Regions from separate parts of the Arachis hypogaea genome. Here region 1 is linked to region 2. Evidence: chromatin contacts called from public Hi-C data. All regions are on one chromosome and are shown on one strand. The core of a region is the stretch at or near the end of the contact, and the rest is flanking DNA. Distances in the headings are between cores, read along the strand shown. Region 1 holds the start of LOC112696586 (ras-related protein RABC2a). Region 2 holds the start of LOC112696583 (phosphatidylinositol 4-phosphate 5-kinase 9).

The links. A called contact is a pair of places that touch in the nucleus more often than the background predicts.
Region 1: a Hi-C map of an unstated tissue shows a contact between it and region 2, with 4 times the contacts expected there. The contact joins the promoter of LOC112696586 here to the promoter of LOC112696583 in region 2. A contact is called at or near these places in 4 of 8 Hi-C or Micro-C datasets (leaf and an unstated tissue).

What each region holds. Positions count from the first base shown.
Region 1 is chr6:47,235,349-47,240,345 of arahy.Tifrunner.gnm2.J5K5, forward strand. It overlaps LOC112696586 (ras-related protein RABC2a), which reads left to right and starts at 2,904. Exons shown (of 7, transcript XM_025749406.3): 1 at 2,904-3,684; 2 at 3,758-4,002; 3 at 4,296-4,364; 4 at 4,574-4,639. The coding sequence starts at 3,864.
Region 2 is chr6:46,989,656-46,995,051 of arahy.Tifrunner.gnm2.J5K5, forward strand. LOC112696583 (phosphatidylinositol 4-phosphate 5-kinase 9) reads left to right here and starts at 1,871. Exons shown (of 9, transcript XM_025749403.3): 1 at 1,871-2,130; 2 at 2,582-3,898; 3 at 4,591-4,758; 4 at 5,045-5,210. The coding sequence starts at 2,682.

The sequences.
Region 1 (4,997 bases), core at 1,654-4,153, 250 kb after region 2:
TAATATAGTTGTGTTTATAGTTGCTTCCTGCTGAAGCTTCTCCCAATTGGAGTAACCCTATTGTGGTACGTTCTTGTAGAGAAAAAAGATAAGAACCTATAAATTCAAATATTTAAAAACGGTACTTTTTAAAGGCTGTCATAAAATTTTTTTAGACTTATTTAGTATTTTATTTTTCTTAAAGACCTATAAATCCACAGTAAAATTTCTTATAAACCTACTTGTCCTATGGCTCTTTTAATTATATATTATCACAACAATAAGGTCAACTTCTTTGTTCTGTATATTTGATTTCTCATACAAATCTAAGGGAAAAAAAAAAGCATATCTTGAGAAGCTATTTTGTAGTCGAACATTTTAATTTCAGCACCCAAACCGAAAATATCAATTAAGTGAAAAGAATATTTGCTTCTCCAATTCAATGGATAGTGTGTTAATTAGAAGCCGTTTTCTTCGCAAAGTGAATCTAAGTGATAAATTTCCGTGGATCAAAAAATAGGAAATTGTAAAGGCGGGAAACATTAAAAAATGGAATGAAAGAAGGAAATCGACATCTCATCGAATGTAAAAAACTAAAAAATAAAAAATGGAGAAGTTTAGTGATTAGATTTGTCACAATGGGCCATACATATTGGTGTCACTCCCTTTTGACAATAACACTTCACCTTTCATTCGGCTTTGGATTGGATTGGCTATCACGCGGGTTGCCTCTTCATGACCCCAAATCCACAGTCATTTCCCTTTCCTTACTTTTATTTCTACTCATATTAATTCAAAACCCATAACCAAAATACAAAAAGTAAAAAAAATTATATGTTCTTGCAAAATCATGTAGGATTATATGTATACCTCATGAGTTACTATTTTATGGTTTATTTTGTATTAAATTGAGTGAATTTTGTCACTTATTCTCACATTTATGCATATAATTTACATAATTTACATTATTCTTCTTAATTTTGTGCTATGATTGAAAACATGCTTCTTTGTCCTTATAATTGCTAATTTTAGTCCTCTCTTACTATCATTTGATACCGTGATATGTTTGTTAAGTGTTTTCAGGATTTATAAGGAATGAATGGTTTAGAGAATAGAAAAGAAGCATGCAAAAGTGAAAGGAACACAAGAAATCAAGTATTTAAGAAGCTGGCAGCAACGCGTACGCATGGGTGACGCGTACGCGTGACTGGTGCAGCAGGCAAGCGATGCGTACGTGTGGATGACGTGTATGTGTGATCAGAAATTTGTTCAGCGACGCGTACGCATGGCTGATACGTACGAGTGACGAGCGTCACGTGCCTCAGTAAAGCGAATTCGCTGGGGGCAATTTTTGGGCTACTTTTGACCCAGTTTCAGGCCCGAAAATACAGATGAGAGGCTACAGAGTGAAGCTGGAAGGGGAGATCCATTCATTCACTTTTCATCCACACATTAGGTTTTGAATGTAGTTTTCTAGACTCTTCTCTCTAGGTTTAGGGTTTCTTCTTTCAATTTCTCTTTAGGTTCAGGTTCAATCTTCCTTTAATTTAGTTTTCTCTTACTTTTATTTGTTTAAGCACTTTAGTTCATCTTCTTCTCTTGTAAATTTTCCTTTTTCGCCATTTTTATGTTTATGAACTCTTGTCCCGTTAGATTTCTTTTAATACAATTTATGTTTTCCATGTTTTACTCTCTTTAATTGTTAGTCATTGATGCTTGCAATTTGTTGTTTAGATTTAATATTCTTTGTTAATTTTCTATGTTCTTATTTTATGCCTTCCAAGTGTTTGATAAAATGTTTAGTTGAATTTTAAAATAGATTTTTATGTTCTTAACTTGGATTGATCAATTAAAGACTCTTGAGTTATCAAAAATCTTTTGTTGATTGGTAATTAAAGATTGCCGGTTAGCTTGAACTTCACAAAAGCTAGCCTTTCACTATGTGTTGACTAAGACTTATGAACTTAAGTTGATTGTATGCACTTGACTTTCCTCCATTGGTTAGAGGTTAACTAAGTGAAGGCAATTCATATTTATCATCATAATAGATAATGATAATAAGGATAGGATTTCTAATCCTCTTTCCTTGCTAAGAGTTTTTGTAGTTGTTGCTTTATTTTCTTGCCATTTTTACTTTCTTGTTTTTCGTTACAAAATCCAAAAATATATTTTTTCATAACCAATAATAGTCATACTTCCCTGCAATTCCTTAAAAGACGACCCGAGGTCTAAATACTTCGGTTAATTTTATTGGATTTACTTAAGTGACAAACAATTTAAATATTGATTGAGATCTAATTGTCGGTTTAGAACTATACTTGTAACGGATATTTATATAAAAATCTTTACCGACATTTTTCCTTTGTCAATACTAAAGATTAGCTATTAGCTAGTGAATTAGTTATTCATATAAAGATATATTAGAATACACAATATGCAACAAATATGTGTGCTATATTCAAATGGATAATTAATTTGGCGGTTAAATTTTAGTGTATACTAATATTTTTTTACATTTTTGTGTGAATGTTACAGCAATGTTAAAAAGTTTAATTATTTTGAAGAGGAGAATGGAACAATGGACGAGAGGCAAGAATCAATAAACAGCTAAGTATAACCAAGTGGCAGCTAGCATTCCCTTATTTTGGCAGCATAAGAGGGAACAGTAACGTGTTATAAATGATTAAGTGGAGAGACAAAAGCAATAAGATTGAAGGTTGAACTCATAAACCAAAGTAACTTAATTACCTCCATTTTGGTTTGTTTGTTTGTTTAAACAATAAATAAATAAAAATGCTTTGCTTGGACCAGGTTGAATAGCATTGCTTTCAGAGAAAACCACACCAATCCAATCCCTTCACCGCACGTGGGGACAGCAACCTTGTACTCCTTAAAAAACGGCACCGCATAAGGCTTGGAACAGAAGAAAGAAACCAAAACATGAGATGAAGAAGAGAAAAAAAAAAGTAACAGATCTAATCATAAAAGAAAGAATATATACGTTGGTCTATGTTAAGTATTATTTTTTTTAAATATCTGTTTGCTCATCACAGGTGATATTTTTTCCTTTTTTTTTTTCTTGAATTCAAGCAAAGGTTGCATACTTGTGTATGATCCTGACCTGCTAACTTTAAATTTTGCTGCGGTCATATTTCAATTTTTCCTTCCCTTTTATTCTTAAAATTTTGGTAAATACTATAAAGTTGACACAATGTTTTAGATATTATTATTTTTAAAAGAAATAATTAATTATGAACCTACAAAAGAATTGAGGACTGAAATTTCTACTTATGAAAGATGTTAATATCATCAAATATTGTAAAATTAAATATTTTATTATTAAAATTTTCAACGTTTGAATATTTTCATGACAAAAAAAAGAAAAATGACGTTTATTTTTTTATGTATTGGTATAATTTTTGTGTAATACTCAATCACTGAATTTTATAATATTTTTTAAAATTGTGGAAACATGATAATATACCCGCATTGTATTGTATATTATAATATACAATATAATAGGAGATATTGTAAATATAAGAAAAGCGGATTGTCTTGCTCCGTAGTTTTAAAAAATACGTAAAATCCAATGAGAAAACACCAATTTTTTTTGAATATTTCGTTATTTCCTTATTTCCTTCTCTCATAAAACAGCAAATAAATGAAACATGTTACTGGAGTTATGCCCCATTGCATTTTTTACAGGTTAGCGTTGCATTATTTGATTAATTTTTCTTTTCTTTGGCTTCTCTCAAACACACCCTTTTTGCTATTTCAGGCTTTCTCTTTCTCTACTTTCTTCCTCCTGAACTAGCACAAGTTCCTTTCACTCAACTTTTTTGGAGTCAGTGACAAGCACACACACATAAGCATTGTGTCACAGAATGAGTTCATCCTCAGGCCAGAGCAGTGGCTATGATCTCTCCTTCAAGATCTTGTTGATTGGTGATTCTGGTGTTGGAAAAAGTAGCCTTCTTGTTACCTTCATTTCCAACTCTGTTGAAGATCTTGCACCAACAATTGGTGATTTCATTTTCATTATTGTCACTACCTATTACCCTTTATTTCTGTTTGTTCATCATGAAGAAAAAGACACTGTTAGTATTTAGCATTGTCTCATTCTTGCCCATCTGTCATTTTCACTGGCACTATTGAAGTTTTTGAGTGTCAAATTTGTGATTTTCAATTGAGTTTCAGTTGACAAGTTACATTGCATTTATTATGTCATTGTGCATAAGTTAACTGCTCTATAAATCTATAAACAATTTGATTTGAGGTTTGAGATGATATAATTTTTAATTCTATGATATCCTCAGGTGTTGATTTTAAGATCAAGGTGTTGACAGTGGCTGGGAAGAGGTTAAAGCTTACAATTTGGGATACTGGTAAATTATCGTACTTCAAATCAAATTTTATGCTTCCGTTTCTTGAACATCAGACCTTAATTTCTAACAGAAAGTAAATTGGGTTCAAAGTTTAGACAGATAAAGTAAAATGCCCCTAAGAATCTTTCTTTTGAATGGATTGTGGATTGACATAAATGAATAAATTAAAGTGAAGATATTGACTTGAAATAACATGACATCTATTGCAGCTGGGCAGGAAAGGTTTAGGACTCTAACGAGTTCTTATTACAGAGGAGCGCAAGGAATCATTCTCGGTAAATGCTAAAATGATTTTATATATGTGAAAATTTTCGAATTTAAAACTTGTTTTGTTGATGCTCTTGGCATTTCTTAGAATAGAAGGATGCTGGATACAAAACTTCAAAATTTAGAATTTATTAGGAATTACAATATTTATTTGAACCCCGGTGGAAAGCAGTATTAGGGGGTTGCTTTTAGGATTTTGAGTTAAATATATGTAGTAAATTAACTTATGTAGTGACAACAATTATCAGTAACATGTGTAGGCTTTTTGTTTGAAAATCCAACCATGGTTTTGAGGTTTCCAAACAAAAGTCTCCTCCATTTGTTCCTGTTCAAGGTCTCCTTCCCCTTCTTCAAACTCCGATTCCT
Region 2 (5,396 bases), core at 621-3,120:
TACCGATTCCCTATATGTCCGTAGGCCAAGTTGATAAGTATTGTATTTTTGGGTAATAATACATTTACCGATGACATGTGGAATATATGTTTCTTAGGATGTCATCTCTCAACAAAAATAAACAGGAGCGAATAGTCTAAGTGAAAATTTTTAGTTCGCGCAACGTTAGTAAAAATAGTCTCCTTTACATATGCAACAAGAGATCAAACGACTTTTTTACTGGGTCTTTTTTTTAAAAAAAAAAGACCCTTTAACTTTGTACAATTATAAAAATAAGTACAATTTATAACCAAACACTATCCTAAATTTTTTTATTTTAAACTAAAATGAAAGATACCCAATCAATTTTAAAACCTAATATTTCTACTATCAATTCCATAATAAAAGATTTGTAAACAAAACCTAAAATCAAATTGATCTAATTTTAATTTTAAAATAAAAATAAAAGATTAGTCAGGAGAACCTAAAACCTAATTTTTTAATTTAAATTTAAATAAAGTATTAATTCTAAACTCTAAATTCTAATTTTATTATATATTCCTTATCTATATTCAAATAATACAACATATTTATGATTAAAAATATATTTATTAACCAAGTTAGGTTGATCTAGTGGATAACTCACTAATTGATCACTTAGATAAAGACATTTAAAACATCTATTTTTAAAGATGTTTTATAGTAATTAAAATTCAATATATATAATTGATTAAATCGTGTTATTTTTGTCAAAATTAGATCAGACAAATTGATTTGACCAAAAATAGATGATTTAAATCTTAAACCGGTCTAAATTACGATTTTTTTAATAAAAAATAACTATAATATCCTTATTATAAAAAATGACAAAATACTCTTATTATATATATTAATTTTAAGAACCTAAATCCTAACCATTCTCTTCTCTCTAAGCCATCAAGAGGTTAAGATTTAGCGTTTTCAATATATATATATATATATATATATATATATATATATATATATATATATATATAATACAGTTTAATTAATTACATAGGTTAAATTTTAATTATTAAAAAATATCTTTAAAAAAATATTTTAAACGTCTTTATCTGAGTGGCTCCTTTTGTATAAACAAGTATGGAAAATTCAAATTTAATCTTATACTTACAATAATTTATTGGCCAATAACAAATTTTTAAATGAAATTCCAATTCACAATAAACTATCATCATTCAAATGTTCTGGTTATATATTTGTTCTTATTCAATTAATTAATGTTAATACTGTGCATTATTAGTTCATTCTTACTCCTTTTCTTTTCTTTTCTTTTCTTTTTCTTTGTCGTTTTACTTTTTTATCCTTTCAGCTACTTTCACTTTCTACTCAAGTAAAATATTTACCAAACATAAAAATAACAATACTGTTAAATAGCTTTTGAGACTTTCTTCCACTATTTCTCATGCAGCACATGCAAAATTGCTTTCTTCTTTGATTTCGCAGTCAAGAACAACGAATTTGTTACGTACTAGGCAAAAATGTAAATACTAATACATTTATTTAAATAATTTAATTTTGATGTACTATCACATGATAAAATAATTTTATACGAATATCTAATTATATAATATCACCTCATCAAAAGTAATTACTATTTTTATTGAATGGTTATCTAAAAGAACAGATGTGATTATATTACTGTATAAAATATTTTACACGTATCAAATATTTAAAATGAAACTCTATTCAAAATAGTCTCCCTTCTTCACCTAAAACCCTCAAGAGTTCGAGTTTCACTCCTTAACTTTGAAAAAATAAATTTATTTATTTATTTATTTAAGAAAGCCCAAAAAATTTAGTTTGGAGTATATATTTAAGAAAGAAAATTTAAATTTTGTCATTTCTTTTTATTGTACAAAAGCTTAATAACAACAATAATGTTGTCGCCATAAAAATGTTGGTGTTGGTGTAATAATCTTCCTTCTTAATAAACAAAGATATAAATGAAAAGAAAGAGGAGATAGATTAAGATTAGTAATTAAGCTCTTAATCTTTGGGTGTTTATGGTTGTGAACAAAGGCCACAATTTCACGGTTGAAAGTTGAAACTTTTTCGCAATCTTCAACATCAATTTTAACGTTTTTCATTCTCATTCATTCAAGTTTCAGGGTTCTCTTCTCTCTTCTCTCTTGCTTCCTCCACTGTGTTGAACTTTTTCTTTTCCATTTATGGCTACCATTTCCGTTCACGAATCATGTTTGACTATGTTATGATCAATTATGTAACCGCCTTTTTCTTATTTCAACTTTCTAAATATTCCAATACAAAATCTGTCTTTTCTGATATATACTGCTTTATTTGTCCTTTCCATTTTCTGAAATGAACAAAATGCAGACCTTCCATTATGAGAAAATCCGTTCTAACTTTCTTTCTTATATAATATGTTATGTATTCTTTGGAGTTGTGGTCTGTCCTTTATTTTTCTTTTAAAACTTTGTTTTTATAAAATCTAACAAGCTATTGGATTTCTAGGCAATCTCTGTGTCTTCTTAGTTGAGTAGTAAAATATTTTTAATTACTTGATGTAATTTTTTTTCTGGCTCCTCTTCTTCTGTTTCAGACTTTCAAGGCAAGTTATGCAACTATTCTTATATTTTAGCTGTTGAGGTATTGGGATACTTTTAATTTCTGCAAGGAAATCTTCCTTTCGGTCATTATGCATGTCTGGCCCTGTGGCCATAGTTGCTGATCATTTGGATGGAGGAGCAGTTTCTTGTGCTGACAGAACCAAATCTCTTGATGCCATTTCCGAATCGGATCACTTATCTATATGGACGAATGGTGAAGCTGATCATTCCTCTGAAATCGTTGGGTTTCGAGTTGGAGAACTCTTGCTTCCTAATGGAGAAACATATTGTGGTTCACTTCTTGGCAATATGCCCGAGGGCCATGGTGTGTATGTCTGGTCCGATGGATGCGTCTACGAGGGCGAATGGAGACGGGGTATGAGAAATGGTATTGGGAAAATTAGATGGCCTTCTGGAGCAGTGTATGAGGGTGAATTCTCTGGTGGATATGTCCATGGTACCGGAACATATATTGGTTCGGATAAGTTGACCTATAAAGGGCGGTGGAGATTGAATCTTAAGCACGGTCTTGGTTACCAAGTTTATCCGGATGGAGATATCTTTGAAGGCTCTTGGATAAGAGGAACACCAGAGGGGCCTGGGAAGTATACATGGGCAAATGGGAATGTATATTTGGGGAATATGAAAGGCGGGACGATGTTGGGGAAAGGTACTCTAACATGGATAACCGGGGATTCATTTGAAGGAAATTGGTTGAATGGCATGATGCATGGGTTTGGAGTATACACCTGGAGTGATGGAGGCTGCTATGTTGGGACTTGGTCACTCGGTCTAAAAGATGGTAAAGGAACTTTTTATCCTAAAGGCAGCGGTCTTCCATCCGTACAAGAAATCTACCTCAAAGCTTTGCGGAAAAGAGGGCTTTTGCCGGATTTGAGAAAGCAGAGCCAGGTTGGAGATGTCAAGCTTCGTGAGAATCAGAGATCCAGTCGTGTTTCGCCTCATAAACTTGCAAAGGGAAACCTGTTAAATCTGGACCAGTCTAGTAGAACAAATGTTTCTCTTGAAAGGCGTTGGAGTCTTGAGGTATCAATTGAGAAAGTGATTGGACATGATTCTGCATTCGATATAAACAAAGAGGTTAATTCGAAGATCCCAATCTTGGAACGAGAGTACATGCAAGGCGTATTAATAAGTGAAGTAGTGTTGAATGATATGTTTACATCCATGTCTAGAAGGGCTAGGCGTCGACAAAGAAAGTTTGCAAGAGAGATAAAAAGACCTGGTGAAGCAATCATCAAAGGTCACAGGAGTTATGATCTGATGCTCAGTCTGCAACTTGGAATAAGGTATAACTAACCATTTTAACTTTTAGCAAACTCAATCTTCTTTATTAGTTATCATTTGTTGCAAGTGATAATTCTATTGGATCAAGCTCCTCTAAAATTTGGAGATTGGTAAAGTGAGAAAATAAGTGTCTAATCAAATTAAGATAGTAAGTCTCACAAATGATTGAAGTTATAAATTCAATACTGATTAACCCCCCTTACTTTACCACTTTATCAATTTCTTCACTTTACAAGATCTTTTTCCAATTCTATTGTTCTTTCTTTTCTCCGCTCGGATCTGTGTGCTTTTATTTCTATATTCTAATGGACATGGTAACATTTTCTAGAGGAAACCACCTTCAAAGGCCATAATAAAGTTATAGAGTTAGGATTATGACATGATTGATGGTTCTAATAATTAAGGACATTTATGTTCCTTGTTCCCTTATTTGAAATTCCTTTTGTTCTTCTTTGGATCACATATTAGAGCATAGAGGTCTAACGTGTATGGCACCAATAGTCATATGAGAGGAATTACATGACTGCTATAAGATGTTTCATCTTCAATGAACAAATGCCTCATGATTTTATTTCATAAATTTTACAGTGGGACTAAGATAACTTGTTTCTTAATGCACCTGAAGTTTGAAGTTAAATATACTTCTGCATATATTTTCCTTAATATTTTTAAGCAAAATTTTCAATATGGCTAGGTATACTGTGGGCAAGATTACGCCTGTAAAGAGTAGAGAAGTGCGAGCATCGGATTTTGGTAGCAAAGCAAGCTTTTGGATGAATTTCCCAAAAGAAGGTTCTCAATTAACCCCTCCGCATCAGTCAGATGATTTTAGATGGAAAGATTACTGCCCAATGGTGTTTAGGTTAGTGATTTATGCTCATTTTGGTATCAATTTCTTTCATATGGTCTGTGTTCATATGTTGACTTGTGATGCATGTAAATTTATCCTAGTTGTTTCAAGTTTCTCTGGCTCTATAATTAAGTAGTTGTTTCTGGTTTCTTGTATATCCAGAAAACTATAAGATATAGTATTCATTGCTTGAGTAAATCGTCCCTTGTTATGGATAATTGAGTACATCAATCATTTATGTACCGTAGTCCTTCCATTTTCATTTGGCATTCCTCTATCTTGTTTCCAATTTTCACAGAAATTTAAGAGAGTTGTTCAAGATTGATGCTGCTGATTACATGATGTCCATCTGTGGAAATGATGCTCTGAGGGAACTATCTTCTCCGGGGAAAAGTGGTAGTGTCTTTTTCCTATCTCAGGATGATCGTTTCATGATCAAGACGCTGCGGAGATCTGAAGTCAAGGTGCGTTCGTATACTTGTTTCGATTTTGACGTAGAGTCGCTGACTGATGCTAATGTATGCGTCTAATTGTAGATTCAGTGGAATTGCATAAAAATGAAGCCAACAACTCCTTTATAGATAGATATTCAGGATGCAATTTTACTACAATAATAATAATAAAGATAACTAATTTTAATTAACTTTTCT